Linked DNA regions of Anas platyrhynchos: region 2 is linked to region 1. A link is a contact called in public Hi-C data. All regions are on one chromosome and are shown on one strand. Each heading gives the region's core, a stretch centred on a gene start, on an enhancer-like site or on the middle of the called end of the contact. The rest is flanking DNA. Distances are from core to core; before and after follow the strand shown.

Region 1 (3,699 bases), core at 720-3,219:
TACAGTAATGTTCAGTTGTGGCACATAGAGAGACATAACAAGACAGACAATTACTGCATGCAATTATTAAGATAATTTAACTTCCACATGCTAATCTACATTTACTCATATTTCTCAAACTATTTGAACAGCAAATGTCTAGGAGAGAAAGAGAGAGAGAGAGAGAAAGAGAGGAAGAGAAAGAGAGAAAGAGAAGGAAAGAGAAAGAGAGAAACAGAAAGGAAACTAGGTATTAACATTGGTATAAGGGAAATATTTTGACTGCTTAACAAAAGAATTTGAAATCAGAATCAAAATAAGACATCATTTAGAGGAGAAGAACAAGAATCAAATGCAGGACACTGGCAAGGGGAACTAGGACAGCAAAAGAGAACTGAGAATTTGATGAAGTTGTTTTTGGACCAAAGTTACAAGGAGTGAAAGTTTTGTGCAAGCCTGTAAAACTTCCAGAGCCTGGACTCTTTCACTCCACTATTTCTGTGCAGTCCTGTGACAACTTCTGGCACAGCATCTAATCATTTTCTAGGCTGATCTAGTACCAGAGAAATGGACCACATCATACTGCATCCTATCACTTACACACAGCTCAAAAACCTCTCTCTTACAGTTTTAATATTTTTAGCCCTACTAATGACTGCTATCCGTGCCAGACTGATGGCACGTTTGTTGGTTATTTCTTTCAAATCTGAAAAAATCAAGCTTTAACAGTACCTCTTTCTCTCAAATATTAATGTCAGCTCAGGTGATATCATTGTAGATTTCTAAAACTAGGTGGGATAAATTCATTTCAGGTGTGTCTTCAAGTACTCACTGCTTCTAAGCTACTTCTGCACTTTGCAAGTCACTTAGGAAAGATCTGAGTGACTCTGTAAGATGCAAGCAAGCTTGAAATGCTCTACACCCTCTAATGTCACAGTATGAAATACCTCTTACAAATCACAGCATTCCAGTGGAATCAGATGACACTGCTTAAAATAAATGAAAATTATTATTTTTTTTTTAGGAGTGAGTTGGCTTGAGGGATACAAAAACTATCTAAGCCATTTTCATTTTTAACATTTTCTCCAGGTTTCTTTCAAACATTTTTACAGATGCACAAGAAAAACAAACAAACAAGAATAGAAAACATAAACTAAAAAAGTGGCACACCAAGAAAAATCAAAATACTTTTATAAAGCTGATGATTTTGGAAAACCATTTCAAAATAAATTTAAAAGTCACTGATAAGTAGACAGATAGGGTAACAACCATCCGGAAAAGGTCAGCCTACTCTAAAATACTCAACATTTTTCAGAATCATCACTTCATCAAACCTGTATGAGCTGAAATATTTTCTCCTTCACCAGTGGCAGCTTGTCCTTCATAGACTGGGATGTATCAATAAGAATATAGACATCATCTTCAAACACATTCCCAAAGAGCCCTCTGCTTCCTTGTTGAAGCCACTTAATTCTGGGCAAGGAAAAAAAAAATATATATATATATAAGATCTTGGGAGAACTGTGTATCAGCATCTAACAGAAAGGATCTTTTATCACTGCTGTATTTTCTATTCCTGTTGTTTAAATGCTGTTGTCCATCCCTGTCATAAGCAGCATATTGGCCTTGCTGAACCAGTCATCTTTCACTACATAACAACACAAGACATTTTTATTTTCTAATTTCAATGGGGATCTGAAGATGAACAAAAAACGCATGCACAAAAAAAAAAAAAGTATAATGTCAATATGTATAATGGCAATTATACAGTAGTTTGAGCTAGCAAATCCCATGAGAAAGTACCTATAACTATTGCCTCTGTAACTGTTCTCCAGCCTGAACTCAAGAAATCATTTAAGCATCCGCTAATACACTTCCCTTTTCAGGAAACCACTTGAGAACCTATTCTGCAAGCAACTTGAGCACTTTAAAGAGTCTTAATGTAACACAGATGCTTCAATGCCTTGTTGACCCAGGGCCTTAAACACAGACTGAGTTTTACATTTTAAACAGGATTTACGCATGCCTGCCAGCTAAATACGTGCATGCATACAGTTGTGTACAACAACATTTCCTTAGTAACAGCTGCAACAGGTCCAAATCTAATTTCCCATGAGATTCATAAACTACTTGACTACTCTGAAACACAGGCATTTTAGCAGACGGAATATAATGGCCCTGGGAAAAATATTACTCATCTCCCACAGAGGTTTAAAAAACTATATCACAGAAAGTAAAAAGATCCTATTACATTCACTACTGACAGCCATTTTACCATTAGTTATTTCCCCCAAAGTGTTTGATGAAGTCTACCAAGACTTCTTAACAATGAGGTGAACCTTTTTAAACATCAAACCCATGACCTTGGCTTGGATTTTATAAACACAACAAAGCCCTTTACCTCAGATTTTCCTTTCACTGCATGTTAATCATGTTAATGTTATACTAAATACAGCAAGATGAAGATAAATTAAAATGAACAACAAAACTCTGTTTGACCCTGCTAAATATATTCAGGCTATTACATTCTGATAGAGAAGCTGCAGTAAAACAAAAGTTCACATCCTGCTTTCTTCAGTGAGACATCTCATTGTCCTAATATACAAAACACAGGGCAATATTTATTCTTCCTTTTGAATCTACAATCTCTATTTTGAATGTTTCCTTCTCATCCTAATGTAGATACAAAACCTAGGAAATATGTAATCTATAATGGAGATATCCACTTTGAAATTAGCCAAAACTTTCTTTCCAGACAGCACAGAAATGGGTCACAATTCAATCTGATTTACTTAAGGACATCTTTAGGACAGAGGAATCAGACCCTCTAATGGCCTATTTTTTTTTTTTGCAGCCATCCTACAGAATCTCAGAGTGCATCTATATGGCTAAAGAAAAGCAAAACTAATTGAGCGCTGAACTTCTGATCGTAGGTGTTACTTAATGGTTAGCTCATGCCTTAACCTTGATCAAACTTGTTCTCTTCAACACAAAATTGGAGAAAAGGGCACAAGCCAATAGATGCTACTTGGTGCTAGAGGTATCACAAGGGATTCCTAGGTGGGCAGGAGGAACAACTCTGGAAGTTCTCTGCCTTGTTCCAATGTACCCTAAGTTCCAATGTTTTCTTCCACTGCCAGAAGTATTTCTACAATGTGCTGACTGACTTTTGTCTTTGTGTTACAGAAGAAGAATAAAAGATACTGCTCATCGGTTTTCTTAGGTGGCTACTAAGAAATCTTACACGCGAATGGATTTCTGGCTTAATACTGCTACTGGCAATGTACCAACTACTTGAGCTTATTATGACAGGAAATGTCAAACATTTTAACACTCGTGAAATAACACAAAATGTTTTTATGTGACAGAACACTAACCTTCCTTCCACTTGTCTGAGAGCAGTCCTCATTTTCTCTTCATACCACTTATACTTTTCTGTAGTAACATATACATGAACTACTGATCCATCTTTCCAGAAGGTATGTACAAACTTGTCACAGTATTTTGCGTGAATTACTTTCCTCTTTGTCTCCTACAGGCAGGAAAAACAGGTTTCAGTTCCAAGATATATATTTATTTATTTATTTTTTGCTGTGCCCTACAATATTTAGTAAACAAACTTCAAAGGTACGGCCTTGTTGCAAATGAACAGGTGCAGAAATGGACACAGAATAGGGTGGTCATGGAATTTGCTTCTAGCACAAGTCAATAGAAACTGAT
Region 2 (3,699 bases), core at 589-3,088, 190 kb after region 1:
ATGGGGGACTGGGGTGCACACGTGTAACCCGTGTGGCTGTAAAGGAGTCACACGTGCAAAGCTGTGAAATGTTTATAATTAGTTACAGAAGGGTACTTAGACATTTTTAGGTGTCCAGGAAGACTTTATAAGCGTCTGAGATTGTTGTTTATCTTCTGTACTGCTCACGCTGATTCTGAACATATTCACTGATGGATGGTTAATTACATGTCATCAATAAATTGACAAACCTCACCCATCCTGACTTGATTTAAAGCCTAAGAGTTGAGCAGCTTTTCTCTGCATCGTACTGGTAAGTAGGCACAACTCACGTGAGTCGTAGGCAGCAATAAGATCTTATTGCAGCATTGATGTGCATGTTGGAGAAGCTTTATGACTTTGTATGAAGTAGCAGCAATTAAGCGTACATCTTAGTCGCCAGAACCAGGTCTGATCTGGAGACCACGTGGATAAGCAACTGCTTTATGCCCCAGTTCCATATTGATCATCGTTAAAATTTTAATTCATATAGATTGGGAACTTTCTGAAACGTTGCCCCTTCTCCCCGCCCCCAGCCAAATGGAAATTATTTCATTCCTCCCAACAAAGGTTTTTGCCAGGAACCTTTGTGCAGGCTCAGCAGAAGAGATTTGTGGTGTCCCTGATGACAGAGCCGAGCAAACAAACACCTTCCCACCCCAGATCATTGCTTTCCACCACAGTGTTCATGTCCCGGATAATTCCTTTACCATTAGCCTCTGCAGGATGGGTCTTCATCTCTCTCCTTTGAACTTATCAACTTTATGAATAATGAAACACCTCAGGAGCCTGACGGGCAGCGACTGACTCCAGACCAAGTGGTTCAGTCTGGGCTGCAGTCAGTGCTGCTCTCAGCAGCTCCTCGTTGCGGTGGTGATAACCTCAGGATGTGCCCTTATCACTGCAGGTACCCCCGGTGGCTCCAGCGAGTCGAGCACTAGTCAATACCCCCAGGTTGAAAGCATCAATTAACCAAACTCATGGCAACGTGGGAACCCGCTCTGTTCTGCAGACCCCCAAACCCCAGTGTTCGTCATTGCTATGAGTATGGATGAAAACCCAAAATGTTTCTTTTGTAGGATTTTGATTATTTTAAATTAAAATGAACACTGGCGGATACTTTTTTTGACATCAGTTGAAAAGTCACGAAATACTAATGTATGTATGTATGCCCCCACACATATGTAGATGTATTTTGTATATTCCATTTAGGAAATCCCACCTGTCAAGCATCTTCTCCTTCTGCATCTTTAATGAAATCAGTGTGTGTTTTTTGGTTGTTTTTTTTTTGTTTTTGTTTTTTTGTTTTTTCCCGGTACTGTTTTATTTTGTGTAACCAGAAAACTGAATCCATAGAAGTCATTTCCCATCTGTGGCCATCAGTCTTCTCTCACACAAATAAAATTGTATTTGGCAATTCTCAAACATTCAGTGACAGAAGAATTTAATTTTTATGTTCTATTCTTTGTATTCTATAGAAATCCGAATGCTTTGGATGATTGTCTGTTACACTCCCACGTGAAATTTATTTAATCTGATATCAAAATGAGAATCAACAATGACAACCCATCCCTACTGAAATCAGCATAACTACCAGAGCTGCTGTGGGGATGCATTGACTGAAGAAGAGAGGAGGAATTGTTACTGGAAGAAAGAGTGCCAAATGGAGAAGGAAGCTCAGGAAGGAGTTGCAGAAGATTAACGGAGAAGAAACAAGCTTGAAACCCACAAATCTCTCACCATTTCTTTAACTGTTGCTGCAGACTGGCATGTCTGCACAGGATGAACCAGTGCCTGACTTCACTGCAGAAAATTGACAGCGGCAGGGCTGAGGAGTTCCCAACTTGCACATCCGTGTAAAAATATCTCCATGCACACTTTCATATATTCTCCAACAGATAAAGCACGTCAAGCCAAGCAACCTGAAAGCGTTGATTAATTTGCCCCCAAAGCAGTAAAAGTAAGCCACCATCTGTTATTCTTGTCAGTTCTTTATTGGTTTTCATCCTAGACTAGCACATTTACAGCATACATGGGTTGGATGAATTAGAATATATAAAACAGTAGCCATATGTTTATGATATATTAATACTGCCCAAAAACAAATAAATAAAAATATTTCAATGCACAAAGCTTGGCAAATACAATTGTGTTGGGACAAAACAGTGTTGTATTATACAATAATTTTACATGTATAAATGAAACAAAAGGCAACTGTGCTGTAGGTACTTTCACAGAACATACACAGAACATACTTGGCAACTTTTTTTTTTTTTACCTTTGTATGTTTTATAATTTAAAAAATTACTCAAAAAAGAACATTAGACAGAACTTCATTTTACAGTAATCCTTAAATTTGCCTCTCCTGTGCAACAGAAAAGCTTACTTCACCCCTGTGAAGTCCCCGATGTGGATTTCAAGTTTCACAGTTTTTCAATGAACTGCTCAAGATCTTACTGTTCGCGATGCCCTTTAAAACAAGCCATTGACGTGCATGTACTGACACCGTTGTATATATAAAACGTTAGCTGGACGATGAGGTTTTACATGTAAGCGTACTAAAATCAGAATATTTTAAACAAAATAATGCAATACTGGAGACCGGTATGCCACCACTTTAAAAAGGTGAGCGAAAACCATGCATATAGAAAATTCGGGAACTTTTTCTGATTACACTGGTATACAAAATAAATAAAGGCTCACTAAGCTCTAGAGTAGATCTAATGATTGCTGGCCACAACCTAAGAGAGTGGCTCTGCTAATTGTTACAACAGACCTCTCGGTATTTTCTTCTGAAGCGGAACATTGGAAGGTTTTTAGTGTAACAATACAGGACTTAAAATATTAACTATGTTTGAAATATACAAAATAAAATCATCAACTCATAAAAACTAAGGGATACAAAGAGTATAGTTTATACAAAAATAAATGTAGCATTTAATAACGGGCCAGGGACTGAAGGTTGAACAGAACTAATGGAATAATGCCTAAATAAATCCCACTGAAAAGTTTTTCAACTGTATATTTGCTTACATATTTGCAAAAACCCAAAAATAAAAGCAACACATTTATTAGTTGGAGAACAGGTTCGTAATGTTTCCAAGGGACTGTTCTTCTACAGATGGTTTGTTCAGGACAGGTGCTACAAAAGCAGTGAATTTGCTCAGAATTTTTTTGTTTTGTTCTCCTAGAAAGACTGAAGTAATGGTAACGACCTAGCTCAGCAGAACTCTCTTAACTGGCGAGGTGACATGCTGCTCAGTGTTGGACTGCAGAAAGCAAAATGCAAAAACTGCTAGGCTTAAAACCCCCAAACCTGTATGGGAGCAGAATGAACATGACTGATAGAGCAGTGACAGCACAGACAAACATCAGTGCGAGGGAGAAAGAAGCCAGCCATATACTTACCTGGCTGCTGCTACTCTCACAAGAGCAAACGACCAGATTTTGCTGTTCTAGAAACCAAGAGGGGGAGGGCACAGCGGGCTGGATGAAGCCAGCTGGGAATGATCTAATCTTGTTAAAATTCGGAACCTAATGTTTAGCTGCTTTTTAAGAAGGTATCTCATCTTCGAAGGCATTCTTTGGGACATGATTTGCAAGGAGATCTGTTGAACATTTTTTATCAAATGCTATCAAACTGATTGCCTTAGTCTTAGGCTGGAGCACATCTGAGGGTCT

What was found. A called contact is a pair of places that touch in the nucleus more often than the background predicts.
Region 2: a contact with region 1 is called in a Hi-C map of subcutaneous adipose tissue, with 4 times the contacts expected there. The contact joins the promoter of LOC140000613 here to the enhancer-like site in region 1. A contact is called at or near these places in 3 of 8 Hi-C or Micro-C datasets (liver, skeletal muscle and subcutaneous adipose tissue).

What each region holds. Positions count from the first base shown.
Region 1 is chr1:139,397,057-139,400,755 of IASCAAS_PekinDuck_T2T, forward strand. VWA3B (von Willebrand factor A domain containing 3B) reads right to left here. Exons shown (of 29, transcript XM_027446666.3): 11 at 3,357-3,511; 12 at 1,314-1,452. Among named protein-coding and RNA genes, the nearest start is that of VWA3B, 29 kb to the right of the region's middle. Within about 2 kb of position 1,970, at least 1 of the 8 cell types and tissues checked has an H3K27ac peak or open chromatin away from gene starts, as enhancers often do. A contact at or near this core is called in subcutaneous adipose tissue, where this site is marked.
Region 2 is chr1:139,588,941-139,592,639 of IASCAAS_PekinDuck_T2T, forward strand. It overlaps LOC140000613, which reads right to left and starts at 1,839. Exons shown (of 1, transcript XM_072030743.1): 1 at 1-1,839. INPP4A (inositol polyphosphate-4-phosphatase type I A) reads right to left here. Exons shown (of 25, transcript XM_072030729.1): 25 at 1,992-3,699.